2 separate regions of the Rattus norvegicus genome follow, and region 1 is linked to region 2. The links are chromatin contacts, called in public Hi-C maps. All regions are on one chromosome and are shown on one strand. Each heading gives the region's core, a stretch centred on a gene start, on an enhancer-like site or on the middle of the called end of the contact. The rest is flanking DNA. Distances are from core to core; before and after follow the strand shown. Region 1 holds the start of Kdm5b (lysine demethylase 5B). Region 2 holds the start of Tmem183a (transmembrane protein 183A).

The links. Hi-C and Micro-C count contacts between places; a contact is called where the count stands out from the background.
Region 1: a Hi-C map of kidney shows a contact between it and region 2, with 3 times the contacts expected there. The contact joins the promoter of Kdm5b here to the promoter of Tmem183a in region 2. A contact is called at or near these places in 3 of 12 Hi-C or Micro-C datasets (frontal cortex, hepatocytes and kidney) and 1 of 1 datasets of contacts at active chromatin or transcription factors (oligodendrocytes).

The regions. Positions count from the first base shown.
Region 1 is chr13:48,552,529-48,558,901 of GRCr8, reverse strand. Kdm5b (lysine demethylase 5B) reads right to left here and starts at 4,505. Exons shown (of 27, transcript NM_001107177.1): 1 at 4,136-4,505. The coding sequence starts at 4,339. It also overlaps a transcript of Mgat4e not described here.
Region 2 is chr13:48,369,392-48,375,341 of GRCr8, reverse strand. It overlaps Tmem183a (transmembrane protein 183A), which reads left to right and starts at 2,994. Exons shown (of 8, transcript NM_001013871.1): 1 at 2,994-3,138; 2 at 3,262-3,351; 3 at 4,306-4,473. The coding sequence starts at 3,030.

The DNA.
Region 1 (6,373 bases), core at 3,256-5,755, 180 kb before region 2:
GGCTGTTGTGCATCACACTAAGCCCTCACATTCCTTCTAGAAAGCTGAATGTGAGCCCACTAAGACAGCAATGAGTGGCCACACGATGCTTCCGGAACTAAGGGCACTGGTCCCATGCCAAAAAGCAAGATCACACCCCTCTCTAACGTCAGTTCCAGGTGGTCTGTCCAATGCCTTCTTGTGGCCTCTGTGGACAACAGCCATGCCCAGGGTCACATATATATACACATACAGGCCAAACAAAGTAAAAATCAATCACAACGGAAAAAAAAAAAGTTGGTAAGTCTATGAAACGATGCCATAATTGCACATAAACTACACTGACTATATATGTCCACATGCATATCTCTGTAATGTATGTTAAACCCTCTAAAAGCAGGTCACCATTTTGGTGAACTGCCTACCCACTCCTGTATTCCAAACATCCTTGACTTTTACTGCCCTCCAAATTAAACAAGCAAGTTCATGAATTTGATCCCAGAACCCAAATGACCAGAGTTCTACAAACTTGTCTTCTGACCTCCACAAATGTACTGCAGTGCATCCTGTGTACCTGTGTGCCAATGTACACATACACATGTAAAACCAAAACGAAATGAATAGTGATGGCCACGCCTTTAATCCCAGCACTAGAGAGGTAGAAGCAGGCGGATCTCAGAGTTCCAAGCCAGCCAGGTCTATAGAGGGTTCCAGGATAGCCAGAAAAAACTGTCTTGACAAAAAGAGAGAGAGAGAGAGAGAGAGAGAGAGAGAGAGAGAGAGAGAGAGAGAAAGAGAGAGGCGCTCGAGCGCAGGTGTGGTGCCACACACCTTTAATCCCTGCAGACCTGTGAGTTCAAGGCTTTGGCCAAAGCTACAGTGAGACACGCCCCTGCCCCTCAAGCACTGTGGTAATTAGTACAAAGTGTTTTTAAGTTCCTCCTTGTCCTCCAAGTGGAATGAACAAGTTCCCTCGAAGATGCTGACTTCACTACAACAGTATTACATGTAATGGCTAGAAAGATGGAGATGGGGGATTCAAAACAACCACAGGAAGTTAGAAATTAAAGAAGTGTTGATTGTGCCATTTGGTGTTTGATTTTGGTCATTACTGAAGGAGAATCTTGTGGATTCTGCCTAACTGCAGCCAGGTAAGGTTTCTGAGAGCAATGAAGGTACCAAAACCATCACACATTTCTAGCACACTGGAGAAATTCAAAAAATATCTACTGAGCAGCAGAATACTACACAGTGAAAATAGCATTTGTACTTAAACATTTATGTACTCAGAGGAAATACTTGCATTTTAAAGAAAATAAAAAAACAAGTAAAACTTTCAGAAAATAAGCTTAGCTATCCCTTACATGCTTTTGAAGTAAGATTGGTTACTGTCCTTAAACCTGAGGTCTGCACGTAGTCTTGACTCATCGTTTTATCAGTTACTGTGTTGGATTTCCATAAATTTCTGTTAACTCATACACAAAATAATGTAAACACCCTAAGCTTGCACAAGCCAGGCAGCTTACGGCCCTCACTTATTAAACAGGTATAGACCAAAGCTATCTAAGTACCATTAATTAAAGACACAAAGCTAATTAAGAAAGAACAAAAGGAAATAGAAAGGCTGTTATAATTCTACCACTTACATACTAAAAGTATACCACAATCTCTAAATCACTTAAATTTAGCCATTAGAGTTCCAAAACTCAATGGACAGAAATCTAGAGATACAGGAATTATAAAGTGCTACACCATGGAAAATATTTCTTATTTTTTTTAAGGTTTATTTTGTTGCCACATTTCAACTATATGAAACCACTTGTTCCAGCTTTCCTAACACAAAACACTTCCCAAACAAAGACTGTTTATGGTCTCTTAAGAAGCCTTTGTTCCAGGACCCCTCTGTTCAAGAGCTACAACTTCTGGATTTTCTTTTTTGTGGTTCTAACAGCAAATACTGGCAAACTCTTCCACACTGGCATAGAGTTTGTTAAACAAAGGAGGAAGCAAGTCCCCTCCACACAAAGGAGGGTTCCAAAGCAGCACTAGTTCTGTGTACACTATTTCCTCCTCTTCACCCCTTTCCTCTCAGGCTGTGGTATATAGTATTCGCAATACAAAATGGTGGCCATCATGTGTGACATTCAGAATGGGAAAAAGCAAAACAAACGCACAAATCCTAAAGACTGCCATTAAGCTGCTAGCCCAGATGAGGAAATGAGTAGCCAAACCTAACCAAAGCAACTCTATTTTTCGAAGAAAATAGCCCTATAAAAGGCAAAGACAGTAAGAAAAAGGACTCACCCCAGTCCTAGTATGCCACAATGCCAACATGGAGGACAACTCACAGGAACCTAACTCCTCTTATATTTTGGTTTCTAATAACTTAGTCAAGTTTCCTAATTTCTGGATAAAATCCCATTAATGCAAACATGCAATTAGTCACATTCATCTTCCCTGATACACTAAATAATAAAGCTAAATCGCTCAATGTTTGAAACGTGGTCTATGTTTTAGAATTAAAACCTTAGGTCTAACGAGGCAAGGGTGTAACTTCTTCAGGCCTCTACACTAACAGAAACCTTCCTTTAAGCCACAACAATCGACCCTGTCCATTTCACCAGAAGAAATGAATCTATTTCCAAACATTTTCCCCATACTAGCTGGCCTGGCCAGTTATTTTCTAAGGCATTTCATTTCTGTCCTCAAAGTTGTCCAAGAGCAACTAAAATGTGTTGTCTGTGTTTTAATTTTTCTTTCGTAGGAGTAGTGGAAAGATAAGGCTTATTCAGGGGGCTCTCGAAAACAGCTTTTCTAGAACGTCTACGTACACAATCCCGCAACTCAAAATGCCATTACAAAGAGCAAGTTTAAGGGGTAAAAGGCGGGGGTGGGGGGAGGGTCTTCTTCCACTTGTGAGAGAGCAGGGAAAGATAGAAAATTCTTAAACGGTAGGCAAGGCAGTTAAACCTTCCCAACCGTCCCGGCCGGTCCAACGGTCGTTTAGGCCAACTCAGACTCAGGTCATCCCAAAAGGTAGACGGAAAAACCTGGGGTGTCGCAGCGCATCCAGTTCCGGCTGCGGGGGGGGGGGCGAGGGGGGGAGGACAGGGAAGGAGTGGGCCGGGCTCTCCGCGGACGTTGCAGCCGTTAGGACTGTCTTCGGGGGACACCCTACCCCTCACAGCCCCCCAAGCTCGAGGCGCTAGAGCCACCGCCGGAGGGCCGAGTAGGGAAGGCTAGGGACCGGGATGAAATCCCAAGGGCTCGTCTGACATCTCCCCTACAAGCACGTCCTCTGCACCTCAGCCCCAGCCAGGCCTCCCCCGGGAGCAAAGCGGTCCGGCCCGAAGTCTGTGTGGCAGCGTCCGCCAGGACGAGCAAGCCATCAGGGCCCCCCGCTTCCTGGCCTGCCCCCACAATCCTCAAAGTGCCCCCCCACACCCTTGCACCCCCACCACCACTCAGCCAGCCGCTCCAGACCGGACTCGCAGCTCCTCCCCGCCCCCAGTGGCGCTGGCCGCCCCCTGCCCCAGCTCGCCCCGGGGACTCCCGGAGGCCGAGGGACCAGGTGGTGGTGGGGGACCCGGGTCCGGAGGGTGGGGCGCTCAGGTGAGGGCAGCTCTGGGCCGACGCCGCCACCACACAAAGGACCAGGGGCTCCCGCCGCCATATTGAAAACTTTCCTCCTCACACGACAACTCGCAAGTCCCCCACCCCCACCCATCACACACCCCCGCACCCCGAGAAGGAGGCGAGGACCTGCCACCGAGCCGTGCGGGCCCAGAGCCCTGCCTCCCCGCCCGCGTCTCAGCCGGGCTCGGGAGGACTCCCCAGCGACCACCCCGGCGGCTGCCACCACTCCAGCCCTCACTGCTGCCGGATCGTGCAGCGCACCAACCCCCGGAGCGGCACGGACTTGGCCCTCCGGCCGCCCTGCCAGAGCCGGTTGTCCTCACGACCCGCATCCCACCCGGGACGAGCCCCCGGGGCGCCTTCCTCCCACCGCTATATCTCCCACCCTCCGAGCCGCCCCAAACTTGACTGGGCCCGCGGGACGACCTCTCCCCGCCCCCGCGCCTCCGGCCTCCCGGGCCGCGCGTCCTCGCTCCCTCCCCCAGCCGCGAGCAGGATCCGGGGTGCTTGGCTGACTCACCGGCGGCGGCCGCACCTTACAGATCCCAGTCTGCTCGGCTATGGGCCGGATCTTGTGGATGAAAGCGAAGGGGTCCGCGAACTCTTCCCAGCTGGGCTCGAAGACCGGACACTCGGGGGGAGGCAGGAACTCTCCCAGCGGGCCGGGGCCCCCAAGGGGCAGCGCCGGGCGCGGGCCTGGGGGCAGCGCGGTGGCCGGCTCCATCACCGCGACGTGGGCAGGGGCGAGCACAGGGCAAGCTCCGCAACCGCGGCAGCGAGCTCCGCTCCGTCCGAAACCTGTGCACACGCACAGCTCGGGCGACAAGTCCGACTTCTACTAGCAACGGCAACACCTAGGGCTTTTTCAGCCTTCCTCCGACGACGTCTTGCCGCTACCCCACGCCGTGCGCCTCCGCCGCCACGGCGAGGAAAAAAGTCCCGGCTGCCACCCCGAGCCAGGTCTCGCCCCGCCCCCTAACCGGGAGGGGCAAGGGGCCTTCTGCCTGGGATGTTTATCCTTAATGCTTCAGTTGACCACTGAAGTTTCAGAATTCTTGCTCTCAAGAAGTTAACAGTCCAGTAGAGAGAACAGAGGTACAATCGATCAATCACGTCATACATTTTGCCATGAAGGATTTGCATAGTAAAACCCGAGGGGCAGAGTACTGAAATTGGAGGATTCTCCAAGTAAACAACTTGCACACAAGAACAGCAAGGATAGACGCAAGTTATAGTAATGAGGAGAATAACTCTTCGAGCACTTGTTTATCCTAGACACATTGTAAAGTGCAAATGCTTTTCGGGATTGTTTAGTCTGTGAGGGGCTTAAGCATTTGACCATTCCAACAGTTCAGACTGTTTATTGGAAAGTGGGGGTGCTGCACAGAAGTCTACACATATACAGGGTTGGACTTGAGCAAAAAGATCTTGAAATAACCCAGTCAAGGAATGAAGGGAGGGCCTAAATAAAGTCAACACCCCTATCTATAGATTGAAACGAAACTGTAGGAACTAAAAGCTAGACTAGGAAGGGACCATAGGAATGCCATACTAAGGGCCTGACCAGTTGGTGTTGCTGGGACAAGCATCCAGATTATGCCATGCGCATGTCATTCCAGGGAAGATGTATTCACTCCTGAATGGGCTGAGCTCGAGATGCCTCTGATATACAGATTTCCAGCAGACCAGAAGGTACAAGTCTTTAGTAAAGAGATTGGAACTGGTCCCATTGTTTCAGAGGAAGCAACAAAGGGGCTGAGAGATTAAGTAACCGTGAAATACAAAGACGGGGGATGCCCTGTAAAAAGTCAGAAGGGCCTAAGTAGAACTTGAACACAACAATGATTTCTTTAATCTAGAAAGCAACCAAGCTCATGGAAACACTGCTTGCCCCTGTATAAGGAGGGATCAGTGGATCCAGAGCCCTCCCTTCAGAATAGGCTACCTCTCTTAGTCTCTGGGTGTAGTTTTTAACAGGACTAATGTGGCCAAGGCTGGCCTGGAACTCTCTATATAACCAAAGATGACTTTGATCTTCTGATCCTCCTGCCTTAACAAATGTATCCCATCACACACGAACCATCGTTCTTCAGCTTACAAAAGGAAGAAAGTAGAAGTTATGTGGTGGCACACACCTTCAATCCTCCACAAGTTCCAGGCCAGCCTGATCTATCTGCATAATGAGATCCTGCATCAAAAAACAAGCCGGGAGAGATGGCTCAGTGGATTAAGGGCCTTTGCTTTCTGTCTTGGAGGATATAAACTGAGTTTCCAGATCAACACCCATCAGTCAGCTCACAATTGCCTCTTCCCTGCAGCCTCAGAGGCTCTGATGTCTCTTCTGCCTCTCCAGGCCCCACACACACACACACACACACACACACACACACACACACACACAATTTTTAAAATATAAAAAATACAACATACAAAACAGTTTTCAGTAAAGGGGAGAAAAGTCTCACTCTTTAATATGCTCCACAGTTACCCGGTCTCCAAAACAGTTCAGTTCCTGGAGAAGGAAAAGCTTTTCTTAGCTCCACAGGGATTTGGAGCCTGAGTCTTCTGCTGCCAATGAGATGCAACCAAAGCAGCAAGTAACCTATTCCGAAAACAAGACCATAAGATAAGGTGATCCGGCAGGCTATAGAATCGTGGGGAAAACCTAGGTAAGAAGTACAGAATTTACCAAATTTTTGAGTCAAGATTTCCGTATATCTCTGACTAGCCTGAAACTCACATACTGACCAGGCTGCCT
Region 2 (5,950 bases), core at 1,745-4,244:
CACCATGATTTTGTCCGTTTCACATATTTAGAGAGTAAGATGAAGTAACTTACTTAAGGTAAGTCCTTGCTAACGGGAAGGAAAGTGGTTCGAACCCAGACAATAGCCTTAAGGCCTCATCACTAGGCCACTCTTCTTGTTCTTATTTTAACTGGGAACACTTCAGTGAAGACGCTGGCCAGCCTCAGCATGACAAACATGGCTCTGGCAGGCCTTGCCCTTCTCCCCTCTGCCTTGCTAAAACCCGTTTGATTACATTCCTAGAACTAGTCACCAAGGTCTAGATTCTCACTGGCCATTTCCTTCTCCTGAGGCTTACTACTGAGGTCCGGCTATCAGAGTATTGAACGAAGTCCAGCAACTGAAAGTCCCTTTTGGCTCGCCTAATTAAACATCCGGTTAAAATTAAACACCTCATCCTAACACAGGGTTTCTCCTTGTATCTTTATAGACTGCGTTTTTTCTATGACCACATCTGTTCCCTGTATCCAGAGGGAGTCCTTTGTCCCCTCTGGGACAAATATCCTTTTCCCTTCTTCCTTCCTTGATCCTTCCCCTTCTCTCTCATTCTCTATTTCCTGGTTTTGTCCCGTATTCCTTGCCCTTTGTCACTCTGGGGCAAAAAAAAAAAAAAAAAAAAATGTCTTTCCTTTGTGCTGAGAACTTGGTCTTGGGGGTTCTGTGCGTATACTGATTGCAATATTCAGCAGATGAAATTAAACTAAATGAACTAATTAAAAAAAACATATAGCTTAAATAAGGCTAACAAGGCCAGCCACAAGCACTTTTAGCTAGATTTAATTAATATATCTTTCTGATGCCACTAGATTCTCTTGCAGGGTTAAATTCTTCTTAGATTCTGTTCATAGCTTTGACACATTGTGGAAACTTATTAAGTAACCTTTCTTCCTGTTTGTTTTCTGTCTTACAGAGTCTCTCCAAGACACCATTGTTTGGCTCCATATTTGCTTGGTATATTGATTTTAGGTTATTAACGTTCATTTTAAGGGTGACATAGTATACTGGTCTTATATAAGAGTTTGGGAGATAGTCTTCTGTCTGGTCTCATCTTGCCACTTGCAGGCTAGGGACTCCAGACACAACAGCTAGTCTGCTAGCATTTTGGTCTACTGGGATGGGCTGCCTTGACTGTGACTCTGCACTGTAATCTGTCTTCCTGAAGTAGAGGCAAGAAGTCATCAGGCTGGGTGGGAAGCACCCACTGAGACACCTCAGCCCACTTACATGTCTTTAAATACAGCAGCCACAGGCTAGATAGCGGTGGTACATGCCTTTAATCCTAGCACATCCTAGCCACCCATTGTTGCCTTTTATTGAAATGAGGATTAAAAGATGTATGGATCCTTTGTTCCTCCAAAGTGGCTAAATACTCCAAGAACTCTTGTTTAAGATTTACTCAGTCAACATTTGAAAGAGGAAAATTTTGGTGGAACTAGCATGCTTTTCAATCTAAAGGATTAAAATGAGAGAACATTTCAGCCAACATCTTTATGTTTTTTTAAGCAGTTGGTGGTTTATTAATAGGGCCTGAGTCTTCTCTTGCGTCGTTGATTCCCTCCAGACTCCCGGGTGTGAGTATTCAAGAGTGTCACATGAGCAGAGATCTACATGCATGAAAGCTTCATTAATTTTTTACTGGTAATGTGAGATGAGAAGGCTCAGTGCTGACCAGCTGTATTTTGAACTCAACTACAGACATTAATTATGTATACATGGAAAATGATTTGGAACAATTATAGTCTGTTAGGCCTTTGCTTCCTGTTATAATTCTAGATAAATTAGAGTATGATTATAACCAATTATGTTGTTTCAGTTATCATTCCCAAGTGATCCAAGCCTTACTCCATGATCCCTGGTGGTAGTCTGTTTCATAATTCTAGTAAACCAGCTATGTAGTTTGCTCTTAATAAACTTCTGTGCACAGTATTAAACGTTAGAATAAAATGGAGACCCCTCCGAGGTATCTTAGAGGGCACTCTGAATAGATCTAGTCAGTTGGGATGCCTGGGTCAAAAGGACTGTTTCTTAAGCCAGGGACCGTTAACACTTTGGGAGCGGAAAGGAAAAAAGGAGGAGGAGGAGAGGGGGAGGAGAGGGAGAGGAGGGGAAGGAGGAGGACACAACTCGGGACTTTTCTATCAATACAAAGGAAATACGATATTTTCTCATCTATCCTTCTGGAATTTGCTCAAATGATGGTGATGGACAAACCTTTTAAAAATCTTTTTTTTTTTTTTATTTTATATGAGTACACTGTAGCTGTCTTTAGACACACAGAAGAGGGCATCGGATCCCATTTCAGATGGTTATGAGCCACCATGTGGTTGCTGGGAATTGAACTCAGGACCTCTGGAAGACCAGACAGTGCTCTTAACCGCTGAGCCAACTCTCCAGCCCTTAAGAATCTTTTACTTTGAGAATTCAGACGTTTATTTTTTCAGGCAGCATCTCTTGTAGCCCAGCTGGCTACGAACCGAGGATGACCTTCACCTTCTGATCCTCCCTCTACCATCTCCTCTGTGTTGGGATTACAGGCGTTAGCCACAGGTCTGGAGGGAGAATTTCAAAGCCTTTTTAAGCAAAATTATAGCGACCACTTTGATATTTACGTTCGGGTCACTTGGCATAAGTGGGAGGGAATGACAACAAAGTATATGCAATCTAGAGGCTGAAGTGGACCAGGATGTAAACTGTTAGTTCTAATTAACGCGTTTGGAGGGCTGGGTCTGACACACCAAACGCCTACGAGAAGGCGATAACACACACCCTGTCCACCTTGTGCAGCCCGCTACCCTTTAGGAACTTGGCCTCCGCTACAGCCGAGGGCGCCGGGTGATGACGTCACTGGGCCCCGGAGGCGATTGGCTCCCCGAGAGAGGCGTCGGCAACCAACGGGACCCAGAGTCCTCGCCTGAGTCCTCGCGATAGCCGCAGCCTCTGTGCGGGATGGCCGCGGAGCCGGGTGGAAGTGCCCCGCGGCTCCGGGAGCCGGCTCTCGGGGCCGAGAAATGGCCCGGGGCCCCGGCCAGCTAAGCGGGCCTCGTCCGGACACCGTCACCATGCCCAAGAGAGGAAAGCGGCTCAAGTTCCGGGCCCACGACGCCTGCTCTGGCCGAGGTGGGCGAGGGGCGGGGCCGGGCGGCGGAGGGGGGCTGGGCAGCAGGGTCCAGCTTGGCGAGACTCGGCTGCGGAGACTTTGCCCCGAGTCTGAGGAGGCCTTGGCTCTTTGCTCTGTTTCAGTGACTGTGGCGGACTATGCCAACTCGGATCCGGCGGTGGTGAGGTCTGGACGGGTCAAGAAAGCCGTGGCCAACGCTGTTCAGCAGGAAGGTAGGCTTTCGTGGATCTCTTTAGGCCCAAGCTTTTAAGACAGCATTAGGTATTGTATTTTCCTGGAATTGTGTCCGGGTATTTTTCCTGCTGCCCTTTGGCATCTGGCTATGAACGTGTTTGCTCTTCCCACTGTTTACTTTCTCATATCGGGGATGGGATGGGTGTGTGTTGCGGGGATCAGCAGGTTCCAGAGCCGAAATGTTTTTATTTCCTCTTTGAATTAAAGCCATTTTGTGACCAGGTCAGGTGGGCGTTCCTTTAATCTTAGCATTGGGGAGGCAGAGACAGGTGGATCTCTCTGAGTTCAAGGCTAGCCCGGTTTACATAGGAGTTTACATTGTGAGATCCTGTCTCAAAAGAACAACCAGACCAAAACAAGAACAAAAATCCCACACAACTTCATGTAGTCATTAATCTCCACTGTCATGCCTTGATATCAGTCTCTCATTTTTTATAATTATGCATATTTTACTTCAAGTTGACATCCATTACATTAGCATATCGTTTTCTTTTTGCCGTGCTTGTCTTGCTGTCAGGATTTTTGCAGTTGGTTCTCTTGGATTTATGGTTTATGTCACATGTCTCCAGTGCAGGACAGGGTTAAATTGGATCCCATTTCTCTTAAGCCAATGCTCCTAGGAGTCTAGGTGCATGGCAGTACACTTGGCTTCGGCTTTCATTCACAGTGGGTGCATTGTTCACACCCCAACCCAAGACTGAAGTCAGCACTTAGAAAGAATCAGTTTCTGCTACTTTAGAGATAGCTTGACAATTGCTTTCCTTTTTCTTTTGGTTATTACAATGCTACAGTTTTGTTTGAGCTTTTCTTATTATAAGGTGTTGGCTTTCTTCAAGATTGCCTCTGTCCTCCATGGTTGCTGATACATGGGCCTTTATGGGTATTTTTGGATGGAACCAAGTGCGTTTCATTCTCTCCTTGTTTTCTCCTAGTAAAATCTCTCTGTGGCTTGGAAGCGTCCCAGGTTCCTGCGGAAGAGGCTCTCTCTGGGGTGGGTGAGCCGAGTGACATCTTGGACAGCAGTGATGAGATGGACGCCCAGGAGGAAAGCACTCAGGAAAGATCTGTCTCCAGAAAAAAGAAAAGCAAGAGACACAAAGGTACAGGTTGCTTTGCTCAGGATTGAGCTCTGTCTGTGGTGATCGATCAGTCAGTGGATTGATCAATTGATGCTATCGCTCTTCAATGTAAGGGAGATCTAAGAGGTGAATTTGCTATTGTACCAGTCATTGTCAGTGATAACTTTTTTTTTTTTTTTTTTTTGGTTCTTTTTTGCGGAGCTGGGGACCGAACCCAGGGCCTTGCGCTTCCTAGGCAAGTGCTCTACCACTGAGCTAAATCCCCAACCCGATAACTTTTTTTAATATTTATTTATTATATATGAGTGCATTGTAGCTGTCTTCAGAGGCACTAGAAGAGGGCATCAGATCCCATTACAGATGGTTGTGAGCCACCATGCGGTTGCTGGGATTTGAACTCAGGACCTCTGGAAGAGCAGTCAGTGCTCTTAACCGCTGAGCCATCTCTCATGCCCAGCCTAATAACCTTCTTTTCCAGGATCCAAAAATTAATAGCAACATTTGTTATACTTTATTTTTTCTTAATTCTGTTAGGGATGTATAATACATACAAAAATATGTGTATGTATATACAAATTTTCCAAAACATTTCCAACTTATGTTTTACTGTTCTTTATTTTCTTTGTTTATTTATTTTTAGGCACTGAATATGGGTGTTTGTCTACATGCGTATGTGTTCATTTCATGTATGTCTGGCACCCGTAGAGGTCAGAGGAGGGCATTAGCTATGGAGCTGGAGTTGTGAGCTGGATGGATGATTGTACACTCTGATGTGGGTTCTGGGACTCACACCTAGGCCTTTGCAAGGGCAACAACTGCTAAACCATCCTGGCTTTTCAAGACAAATTTCATTTTCTTTTTCCTTTCCTTTCACACACACACACACACACACACACACACTCACTCACTCACTCTCTTTCTTTCTTTCCTTTCTTTTCTTTCTTTTCTTTCTTTTCCTTCTTTTCCTTCTTTCTTTCTTTTTGCTTTGAGACAGGGTTTCTCCATGTAACAGCCCTGGCTATTCCCGGAACTGCTTTGTAGACCAGTTTGCTTTGTAGTCCACAGAGATCTGCCTGCCTTTGCTTCCCAAGTGCTAGGATTAAAGGCAGGTGCCACCAAATGCTGGGCCTCAAGATAGTTTTTTTCTTTCTTTTTTCCTTATTTTTTGAAATGGGGGTCTAGTGTAGGGCAAGCCGTTCGTCATCTCACAGAGTTCATCTGACAGAGACCCCACGCCTCTGTCTTGGCAGCACTAGGACTAAAGGTCTGTGCCGCCCGCCTGGCAAGACAGTTTTAAATCAAATACAATTGAGAGGCTTTACTATTTCCCAGCTGTTCTGTTGCCATCATGAACTAAGGATAGAATGTTTCCGTCATCCAAAAAGAATTCCCAAACCACAGTGTCACCGCTTCTGATGTACGGCACCCCTGGCCTGCCCTAACTTCATTCTCTGCAGATATGACTGTTCTGATACTCCATACAAATGCAGCGCTAACA